Linked DNA regions of Sus scrofa: regions 1 and 3 are each linked to region 2. Evidence: chromatin contacts called from public Hi-C and HiChIP or PLAC-seq data. All regions are on one chromosome and are shown on one strand. Each heading gives the region's core, a stretch centred on a gene start, on an enhancer-like site or on the middle of the called end of the contact. The rest is flanking DNA. Distances are from core to core; before and after follow the strand shown. Region 1 holds the start of PDP2 (pyruvate dehydrogenase [acetyl-transferring]-phosphatase 2, mitochondrial). Region 2 holds the start of C6H16orf70 (UPF0183 protein C16orf70 homolog). Region 3 holds the start of RRAD (GTP-binding protein RAD).

Region 1 (3,552 bases), core at 838-3,337, 190 kb before region 2:
AGCGATTGTTCGTTGTGAATCTCTTCCAGGGCAATGCAGTATGGATGTGGTCCTTTTCTCTCAGAACATTTTCTGGGATCCTGTTCCATGGGCCATACTTTAGGAAGGCACGGGTGAGACTCTCCTTCAAGCTCTCTCCAGTTCTGGCCCAAGAGCTGGAGATGAGACAGGCAGCCCTGGCCATAAAATTCAAGCCCTTCCCTTAGTTGGCAAGGCCAGGACCTTTGTCCCTGCTATATATTCTCCTTAGAACATTGTCTCCCAGATACTGTCAAGCTCACTCCCTAACTTCCTTCAGATCTCTGTCCAAAGCCTACCTTATCAGATAAACCTTCCTGATTTCCCCATCTAAGATAGCAGCCTCCTCCAGGGCCCTGTCCTCTCCCCAGCTGCCTCTCTTGCCCCAGAAGAGACTTTACCCGGCCTGTGCTGTGGCTTCTTCACTCCCACGCCTGTGCATAATTGTTTAAGACAGATGTTACTGGAGTTTTTCCCAATTATTAAATGCCTGATGCCTGTTTCAAAGAGTTTTTAAAAGGAGTTCCTATCGTGGCTCAGCAGAAACAAATCCGACTAGTATCCATGAGGACGCGGTTCGATCCCTGGCCTCGCTCAATGGGTTAAGGATCTGGCGTTGCCGTGAGCTGTGGTGTAGGTCGCAGACTCGGCTTGGATCTGATATTGCTGTGGCTGTGGTGTACCCCAGTGGCTACAGTTCCCATTCAACCCCTAGCCTGGGAACCTCCATATGTTTCAGGTGTGGTCCTAAAAAGACAAAAAGGAAATAAAGAAATAAGTGGTCAAAGAATGTGAAAGTTCCTACAGAGATAAGCATTGTTAACAGCTGTTAACCATATTGTTACTCTTTTCTCTGCACGCAGAGGCATGGGCAAGAGGAAGGGGAAGGGAGAGAAATAGAGAAATAAATAATTTCGGTTATTATCAAAGGCCTGCTCTTCTTTGTTGTAATCTTGTTTTTCTCTCTGACTTCTGTCCTCGCCAATAGCTCCTTCCTGGGCTTTCCAATCTGACTTTTGGCTTCGTGTTGGGCTTTGGGGTCCTTAGGTCAGGGTGCTGACAGTCCACCCTGATCCTGCCTAAAAGGAGAGCCCTGGGCCTTCAGGGCAGGGCCTCCGCAAGAGTGGCAGGAGAGGTACCCGCAGTTTCCTGGAAAACTACCATTTCACAGCGTAGCCCAGGCCAGTGCTGTATGGGCAAGAATGGGAAGCTGTGCTTCTGGAGGGGCTCCAGGGCTGTCTCCCAGCTTCCTCTTGCCTCCTCTTCCCCATACTAGACCCCCATTGCTGATTCCACAGCAGAAAATCTCCCCACCAGGAAGAACTCATCCCTTTTAAAGGCTCATCTGATAAGATCAGGCCCACCAAGGATAATCTTCCTTTTTTTTTTCTTTTTTTCTTTCTGGCTGCACCCGCAGCGTATGGAAGTTCCCAGGCTAAGGACTGAACCTGAGTCACAGCAGCAACAATGTCAGATCCTTAACCCACTGCACCAGTCTGGGCATTGAATCCACACATCCTTCATTCATTCTTTTCTAATAAGACCTTGAGACAAGGAAGCCTTGGGTAGGGTTCTAGGGCTGGCCAACATCTATAGGATGTCTGAGCTGATTATAGCCTTTAAGCAAAAGTTCTGGTGCACACAAAACCCTCAAGGGTGACTTTCTACTTTGGAAGTGGTGTGTGTGTGTGTGTGTGTGTGTGTGTGTGGTAACTTACAAAAACTGAGTGGTTTCAGACTTAGCAGAGTGATGTAATCTTTTCAGGAAAGTGTGGCGGAGGCAGCCATCTCGGTGTCTCCAGTTGTTGGCCCAGGGCCTGGCATATTCAGGCACCCATAAACGCCTACAGATTGAGTAATTAAACTGTGCTGCCTCTGTCCTGAAGGATGACCCTTTATAACCCCAAATGAACTAAAAGACTACACCAATTTATTTAGAATCCCTTAGAGTTATTTTTAGTTTAAGTCTGAAACAGCCCTTTCAGTATCCAGGAAGAGAGATAGTGCAAATTCTGACTTACTCTTTAGTACTTCCGGAAGGGACCAAGGGTGAGTGGCGGTATGAATATCATATCAGGGCCAAGTATGACAGGAGCTGTTTTATGGCAGGCAGGTCCTTGGATCCAGGTGGGCTGGCCAGGTTCCCCAGGTAAGTCAGTGTGTCTTCCTTCTAGAAGACCACATTTCCAGGGCTCTAAGTGGCCTTTTCTGGTCACCTCCTATTTTTCTCTGTTTCTGGTGGGAGGACTGCCCTTGACTTACCACAGTCAGTAGGAGAGTTCTTTTACAGTGATTTGAAAGGCAGCAGGCCATAACTGGGATGCAGAACTTCTGATGCCACAATGGAAGGGACTAAGGGAATATCTGGTGTCATGGTTCTCAGCCTTTCTCAACCCACCAACCAACTATTGTGGTAACGGTCAGTGGCCATGCCAATGTAAATGTCAGTTCAAGGCCCAATGGTTGGTGGGAAGCCATTTTACAGCATTTTACAAGATTTTACAGCAGCAATTTGCATTGTAGAAGGATCACCCTACTTATTCTGTAGAAGCAGAGCTACTAGGGCCAAGATAAAGTCAGAGGTGGGGAGACCAGATGAGAAGAATGGAATAGAGTGGCAGAGCAGCTGGAGGCAAATGTTTGGATTGGAGTTGTTTAGGAGATGAGGTGAACAGGATTAGATAACTGACAGGAGAGGAGTAGGGGTGAAGGGAGAGGTGTCAAAATGACTCCTACTTGGGGCTTGAATCTCTGAGCAGATGGTGGGGCCGTTACTACGTTAGGGGAGGAAAGAAAGAGCAAAGTTAGCAGAAAGATGACTTCTAGGCAAGCTGTGTTTAAGGCGTTCGGAGGGCCTCCAGAGGGAGGCAAGTAGATATAGAAGGGTGTGGCGCCTGAAAGAGGGTTGGCACAGAAACGGAGAGGAGGCCGTGGGGTATTATTAACAACGGTGACGAGTGGGAGAGCCTGGGCGTTTTGGGGTGTGCAGAGTGCGGAGTGTCACGTGGTGGGATGCTCTGCCACAGGACTGCCTGATCCCTGCACCCGGGCTACCTACAGTCTAGGAGGTTACCTATAGTCCGGAGGAGCCCGGAGGGTGGATGGAGGTGGGCGGGGGAAGTTGAGGAGGAACCGGATTTGGCCCCTCCGGGTCCCGCCCTCTTGTCCTCCTCAGCCATTGGGCAATTCTGCTGCCCGTCATGGGCCCGCCTCCACAGATGAACCAATAAAGACTGGCAAGAGGATGCTTCCTTCTCCGGCAGCCGGGGATCTGCACTAGAGGTACTTTCAGGGAGGCGAGTCCTGGGTGGCTGCAGCCGCAGCACTGCACGCAGGCGCGGAATTGAGGGGGGGAGCCCGGAGGCCTCGGCGCAAGCAGGTGAGAGGAGGGCGAGGACCTGAGGTAGGAAAGTGGGCTACGCGGGTTGTGAACGCCTCTTATCGCGCCGGGCCTGGCCAGCCCCAGGCCCGCTCCGGCCCACGGTGTCGGTCGGCTCAGGTGCTGGGGCGGAGAGCGGAGGTGAGGTGAGGTGA
Region 2 (3,564 bases), core at 91-2,590:
TATTAGTCTGGCAAAGGATGCTGCAATTGGACAACCTTCTCCATGTTTGCTTTAATACAAGTAGCAGTGACTTCAAGGTATTTTGTGTGTGTGTGTGTTTTGTCTTTTTGTCTTTTCTAGGGCTGCACCCACGGCATATGGAGGTTCCCAGGCTAGGGGTCTAATCAGAGCCATAGCCACCGGCCTACACCACAGCCACAGCAACACACAGGGTCCGAGCCGCATCTGTGACCTACACCACAGCTCAAGGCAATGCCAGATCTTTAACCCACTGCGAGGCCAAGGATCGAACCCACAACCTCATGGTTCCTAGTCGGATTCATTAACTACTGCGCTACGACGGGAACTCCTGACTTAAAGTTTTGATAGAGCCTCCACGTTCCACTCCTACTAGTTTTAAGAATTTAGCTTGTCATTTTCTCCCCTGCTAAAAACCTTCCTCCACAGGCAATGTAATATTAAGAATTTGAGTTCTAACGCCTAGGACCACGAGCCATTCAGCTTCTCTGGGCGTCAATTTTTTTTTTTTTTTTTTGCCTGTAAAGTGAGATATAACCAATCTTAGTCTCAGGGTGGATGTGACAATCCAGACACTGCGTCCATGTGCGTCCATGAAGAGTTGGCTCCATAAGATGTCAGTATTAGAGTACCCAGAGCCCGAACTAAAAGCTTTTAAATGAGGAAACTGAGGCATAAAGACAAGACCTTTGGTCAAGACCCCACAGAGTCAGCGACACAGCCGACTCTGACTCAGTCTGAGCTTCAGCAGCCTCGGGATCCCAGCCCTGGGGCCTGCGCACAGCACGAAGTAGTCAGTCAGGACGTCCTCCCCTACCTAGTCCTCTCCCCTAACTCCCCCCGCCCCTACACACGCACTTTGAGTACGACCCGAGACCCAGGGGCTGCAGTGAGGAGTCATTCCTGGCCAACTAGAGGTAGCTGCTGCCGGGGTCGGTCTTGGCCCCAACCGGGAGCGGCAGGGCGCTCGCGGGCCTTGTACTTTGAGACTCCGTGTCCTCCCTCCCCGGTGGGCCTCAGAGGGTACGCCCTCATAACTCGCCTTTTGAGCCCAGTGAATGTGGTTGAGACGTACGCGTAGACGGCAGACGGGTGCTATATAGCCGTGTTACATGTATGTGTTGCCCGGTTCACACATCTTCGTGTGGAACGTGTGCGATGTGGTGTACAGATGTGGGGGTTCACGGAGTACGATGCTCCTGGTTCCAAGAGAGCCCGCACTTCCGTATGGTACCGTAAGGCATCTATAACAGCCGCCTATCCGGAGTTTGCGCGTGCGTGACTCCGCCTTGGTCCCGCTCTAACCGTGGAAATCCCGCCTTCGCCCCGCCTCCGCCACACTTTACGGCCCGGCACGCCACTTTTGCCGCAGACGCTCCAGCTCCCGCTGCCGCTGCTGCCCCAAGCCGCCGCGGCTGCTGTCGGTGAGGTGAGGTGTGGTGAGGTCAGGTGAAGTTTGTGGGGCCGGTAGCGCTGGCGACTCGGTGGGAGGTGGCGAGCAGGGCCAGGGGGCGCGGTGGGTCACCCGCTACTTTGTCTCTTCAGCTCCGCTGCCATCTGCGCTACGGCAGGGAGGCCGCCTTGGCCCGGCGAGCCGAACCAATGCTGGATCTGGAGGTGGTACCCGAACGCTCTCTGGGGAACGAGCAATGGGAATTCGCGCTGGGTGAGTGGTATCCTCTCTCACGACCCTACTCGCCGATCCTTCCTTCCTTCCTGGCCCTTCCCACCTCTGGCCTCCTCCCCTTACCCTCCTGCGCCCACGGCTCCTCAGCTCTTTGGGCTCCGGGCACTAGACACCCTCTCCTACAGTCCCGACTCAGTAGCCTATCGCACAGCCGGGCCTTGAAGTCCCTTTCTTCCGTCCTCCGCAGGCCTCTCGAGGGGGCAGTGCTACAGTAATAATAACAATAATGGCTGACGCACCCCAAACACTAAACTCAAGGCCAGGCCCTGCTCTCTGGTGTCTAATTATCTCAAGTATGCCTCCGGGGACTTGATGGTAGCTACTATTGTTATTACTATCCTCACTTTGTGGACCGAATAGCTTAGGAGTGACTGACACCGCCACTGTAGTCTGTCTCTTTGCTTTTCTGGGCTGTTGATTGCCTCTCCGGAAGGAGAAACCTAGGCACCTTTACGATCATCAGATGTTGGGGGTCTGGTCAAGAGAGTTGAGGAGAGTTTGTGTGCGTTAAAGGAACTTTTGTCTAGTTTTCTTCTTGTTTTTAATGTGGTCAATATGTGGTGTAATCCTAAACCTAATCCTTAGTGGACAGAGTTAAAAGTTGAATGAGACAGGAGTTTGGGGAAAGTAACATTTAGTTTGTGGGGAATGCAGTTTGGACATTTTGTGGGTTTGGGCCCATTTTTCGCTATCCTTAATGTCACCACTTTAACGTGTACAAGTATTTGCATTCGGTAACCCCAGAGTGTGTTTACTTTTATTTTCCAGCACTAGGGAAAGGGGGTGGAGAGCAGGTGTCTGTGCTGTTTGTACAGGCTTGAACTTTTGTCACACTAATTATGGCTACTGGACTGAGTCAGCTGCTCCATTGGGCTATATCTTATCCTTGAATCTGGAAGACTTATATTTATGGAGATAGAGTAGGTGAGAAACTGCAGAACAGATGTGCTGATAGGACTCTGCCGGTGCTCTGTGTCTCCGTGAACTGAACAAGCCTCCTCTGGGTTGTGGGAGCTGATTTGGTTTATTGAGAATTTTCAGCTAACTTCTCTCAAAACTTATACCTCTCCTCAGAGTTCTTCACAGAATTTTAGCTGGTAGGAAACACTCCAGCTTCTTGTGAAGCACCAAGAACTTGATTGGGAAGCTAGTGATAGCTTAGTTTCCAAGCCCATTTGTTATGCTGATGCTGTTTGGCTTCTAGGTGGGAAAGAACCTTCCCTAACCACAGCTTTGGCTCATACTAGGGTTTCACAGGGCAGAGTGAAAACCACAGCCATCGCTTCAAACTATGCTTGATGGTGCAACTAGGTTGTGGATCTCTGTGGTACAGTCTTGGTCACAGGTAATGATTAGGATGGAATTTCCTGGTGGCTCAGCTAGTGAAGAATCCAGGGTTGTCACTGCTGCAGTTTGGTTTGCACCTATGATGCAGGTTCAGTCCCTGATCCATGAACTTCCATGTGCCATGGACACAGCCCAAAAAAAAGTAATGATTTTAGGGTATCATTTGAGATTTCAAAAAATTGGGTGGGAGAATAAGACTTGATACACTAACCCCTACTCCTAACTTTGCCAGTTTCTAGTAACCAACGGTTTGGGTAGTTCCTTCAAACTGCCTAGAGAGCAACCACAAACAGTAAAAAGAGCACTTCTTTACACTGGGTTCAGAATTAAACTTTGAGGGAAAGCTCATAGAGGGTACCTGCAATTTGGTGATTACTTTGTGTATCTTAAAAATTACATCTGCCCAGAGTTCCCATCATGGTGCAGTGGTTAACAAATCTGATTGGGAACCATGAGGTTGTGGGTTCTATCCCTGCCCTTGCTCAGTGGGTTAAGGATCCAGCATTGCCATG
Region 3 (3,461 bases), core at 507-3,006, 150 kb before region 2:
CAATAGTCCTCATGCCCCAGCTACAAGGCTGTCACTCCCTGTAGCCCCTACCCCAACCCTGCCCTGGCCCTCAGCCTGCGTCCTACCTGCTCCCAGATGTCATAGACCATGAGCGATGCCTCTTCTCCGTCCACCATGATGGAGCGATCATACGTGTGCCCTGGCAAGAGACCGGTAGTCAGGTTACCTGCTGGCTGCCAAAAGCTCCCCCTCCTCCATGCCACCAGGCTTTCTGCTCTGGCCACAACCTCCAACTCCTCCCCAGAGCTCCTCTAACCTTCCCTCCACTGATGACTGCTGTGACAACAGAAGTGACAGGGCTGAAGAATGGTAGGGGGGAGCCGTGGAGGGCATGGTGTGCCTGACCTTGCCCCTGGATATCCCTTCTCCAAGGTGGCAATGTCCCCAGGGGGCCGCTCCTGTGTTGCCTGACCTCCTGCTGCCTGGGACCCCGGGTGGTTCTGACCACAACGACCTGAGTTAGAACAAGTGTCCCCTGGGGACCTTGGTTACCTAGGACTCCTCTCCTAGAAACTCCTCTGGCTGTGTTCTTGCTGGTCCTGGCAGGGAGGGATGTTCTGTTTCCATCCTACAGAGTAATCACACCTATGCTCTGAACCTTCTACTTGAGGCATTTCCTAACTAAAGGCTGGGGGGTACCTTCTTCCACTGTCCCCATCTGAAATGGGTAGGTGGAGGCAGCTTCTCAAAGCGCCTTCAGAATCCCTTTGGTGGGAGTTCCTGTCATGGCTCATCCATAATGAACCTGAGGAGATGGGTTCGATCCCTGGCCTCTCTCAGTGGGCTAAGAATCCTGCATTGCTGTGAGCTGTGATATAGGTCGGATCCTGTGTTGATGTGGCTGTGGTGTAGGCCAGCAGTTGTAGCTCCGATTTGTTTGACCCCTAGCCTGGGAACTTCACATGCCGCAAGTGCGGCCCTCAAAAAAAAAAAAAAGTCCCTTTGGTATTTGCTGCTTCAATCCTGATCAGTCCTTTAGCCCTCGGCCCTAACCCGGCCTCCCCTCCCCTGGAGTCCCAGCCCCTCACCTGCAGCCTCCGCCTCAGGCCCATCCTCTACTCCACCGAAGATGCGCGCCAGAGCGCTCTTGCCGACACCAGGGGCCCCCAGCAGCAGCACTTTGTAAACGCTCTCGTCTGAATCGCTGCCTCCGGAGCTGAGCGAGTCAGAGGAGCCCTCGGGCCAGTCCAGCCTCGGACCCTGGGCCGCGGTCCCGGCCTCGGCCGTTGCCAGAGCGCCCGGAGCCAGCGCCGCCTGCAGGTCGCGCTCGTCCACCGGCATGCTTCGGCGGTGCAGCGGGGGCGCCGGGCCCCAGGGTGTGCTGCCCCGACGGCGCTCGCGCTCCCGGCCCCCGCCGCGGCTCCCGCCGGCTCCGCTGCCGCCGCCATTCAGAGTCATCGTCTCGGACGCCGTCTGGGCAACGGGAATCGGGATGGCCGCGTAAGCCGCGGTGGAAATGGAGCCTGGACCCGACCCGGCTCAGCAAGATGATTGGGTTCAAGGACCTGTGACCCCTCCTCCTGACTCATCCATCCCAGACGGTGCGACCCCCCCCACCCCGCCCTGCCAGGACCCTCACCCACTCACGCACGGACACGGTCAGGACTAGGTAGGTCGGATACAATCCACTCACAGCCCCAGGCGCGGACCCTCGACGCTGCCGCAGCCGCCGCCGCCTTCTCAGTCCACACTGGGTCTGGCCGCCAGAGACGCCTATTTAAGCCTCTGCCCGCCCCCGCCCCCGCCCCCGCGCTCGCCCCCGTCCACGCGGTGCGGGGGTGACGTGTCTGCCCCCCTCCCCCCAGGGGAATCCCCCACCCCCACCCTCCTCCCAGGGCCTCGCACCCACTCAGACCCCGCCCCGCCCGCCCAGCAGACTCCGCCACCGACGCCCCGCCCGACTCCGCAGACAAAAGAGCCCGAGTGTGTGTATGGGGAGGGGGGCCGGGAAGGAGCGAGAGGGAGGGGGAGTGTATGAATGGTGCGGAGGAGTTGGGGGGGTTCACGGGTGGGGACAAGGGGGTGGGGGACCAGCCAAGTGCGTCAAGACCCCTCTAGGGAAGAAGGAGGTCTCGTCCTTTAAAAGTGAATTCTCCTTTCCCTCCCGCCTGTTGCCTGAGCAAGCAGACCAGTTACAGGTGGGACAGACTTCATCCTTCTCTGCCCATTCCCCGCTGGCCCATATCTGAGCAAGACATTAGAGGTCCTAAATCCGGGCTTCTAGCCTCCACCCCAGGTCCTTCCCACTGTCCTCCCTGCCCTTGGGAGTTGAAGATTTTACCTGATGGCCCTGCCCTTCAGGATAAGGGTTAGTGTCACCTGAACCCCTAGGACACTTGGAGAGCTGTTTGGAGGAGGTGGGCGGGGAAGGGCGGCCCTCTTGGCAGTGTGCTGCAGGTAAAGGTGCAAGCTTGAATCCTGGGGAGGGAGTACAGGCCCTGAGAAGGAAAAGGATGAACTCAGCACCACCTCCCCCACCTCCATACCCTCCAGGCAGCTGCCAGCAACTCTGCTAAAAATACCTGGCCCTGGTCGTTCAGCTCCTGGGCTGGAGGTTGCCCAAAGTTGGGGAGATCCTGGCAGACAGGTGTCAGATGCCAGCAGAAGCGGATAGGGGTGGAACTGGACCAGGGTCAGGTCTGGCTCCAGCCACTCTGAGTCCTCAATGTTCCTTCCCTCCCTTTAGCCTTAGACTGGGGCTGCTGTTCTAGGCACTTCCAGGATCTGGAGGTTCAGACTCCCATCCAGGAGGGGCACCATTGTAGAGTAGGTGGGTAGGGGTGGGTTAGCTACCACTGCTCAGAGAAATCAGTCCCTCCTCAGACCTAGGGAGGGTGCCGGGGCGCAGAGGGGAGGCTTGGTTTCCAGTCCTGAATCTGCCTTCAGGCTCCTAGGTCTTGCCTCCCTCCCAGCCTCAGGGTGCCCAGCCACAAGCTGCCTTGCTCACATTTAGGGTGTGTGACGATTGAGGGCACGCAAGCTGTGAGGCGCTTTGGGACAGGTACTTGCTATCAGTCTGACGTTTATTTGTGATGAGTCTGGTGGGGGTGAGGGGTACCCATTCAGGGCTCAGGTGACATCAGGGATGGATGGATCCTAGTGGGCCTCTAGGTTGTCATGGAAACCTGGGTCAAGGCTCTCTGGCTGCTGTGTCTGTTTCCTTGGCAACATCTGAGAGGGCCTTGGAATGAGGAGGGCCTGGTTAGGTAAGTTTTAGGGGTTCATGCAGGCCCCTCTGGTTCTTTAAGTCCCAAGAGTAGGCAAGGCCTGGACTGGGGGATGGTCTGTCCATTTGTGTTCTTTACATGCCCTGGGTGGGGGTAGGGGATTGGGGAGTGGGGGGGTGGCTTGGAGGCCTAGGCAACTCCGTGCTGGTTCTAGCTTCCTGGATGAGGTCCAGTGGGAAGAGGGAGTCATGGGTAGAGCCTCCTGTCAAAGAA

What was found. Hi-C and Micro-C count contacts between places; a contact is called where the count stands out from the background. HiChIP or PLAC-seq counts read pairs in DNA pulled down with a chosen protein or histone mark.
Region 1: a contact with region 2 is called in a Hi-C map of embryonic fibroblasts, with 1.7 times the contacts expected there. The contact joins the promoter of PDP2 here to the promoter of C6H16orf70 in region 2. A contact is called at or near these places in 2 of 47 Hi-C or Micro-C datasets (embryonic fibroblasts and liver) and 2 of 2 datasets of contacts at active chromatin or transcription factors (alveolar macrophages and skeletal muscle).
Region 3: an H3K27ac HiChIP or PLAC-seq map of skeletal muscle shows a contact between it and region 2. The contact joins the promoter of RRAD here to the promoter of C6H16orf70 in region 2. A contact is called at or near these places in 1 of 47 Hi-C or Micro-C datasets (subcutaneous adipose tissue) and 2 of 2 datasets of contacts at active chromatin or transcription factors (alveolar macrophages and skeletal muscle).

The regions. Positions count from the first base shown.
Region 1 is chr6:27,563,336-27,566,887 of Sscrofa11.1, forward strand. PDP2 (pyruvate dehydrogenase [acetyl-transferring]-phosphatase 2, mitochondrial) reads left to right here and starts at 2,088. Exons shown (of 2, transcript XM_021094015.1): 1 at 2,088-2,167. LOC106508763 (a long non-coding RNA gene) reads right to left here and starts at 3,144. Exons shown (of 3, transcript XR_002344554.1): 1 at 2,281-3,144; 2 at 2,040-2,188. It overlaps CA7 (carbonic anhydrase 7), which reads left to right. Exons shown (of 7, transcript XM_021094019.1): 7 at 30-631. The coding sequence ends at 206.
Region 2 is chr6:27,756,236-27,759,799 of Sscrofa11.1, forward strand. It overlaps C6H16orf70 (UPF0183 protein C16orf70 homolog), which reads left to right and starts at 1,341. Exons shown (of 17, transcript XM_021094040.1): 1 at 1,341-1,447; 2 at 1,564-1,684. The coding sequence starts at 1,621.
Region 3 is chr6:27,603,371-27,606,831 of Sscrofa11.1, forward strand. RRAD (GTP-binding protein RAD) reads right to left here and starts at 1,757. Exons shown (of 5, transcript XM_021094029.1): 1 at 1,655-1,757; 2 at 1,050-1,434; 3 at 87-160. The coding sequence starts at 1,419.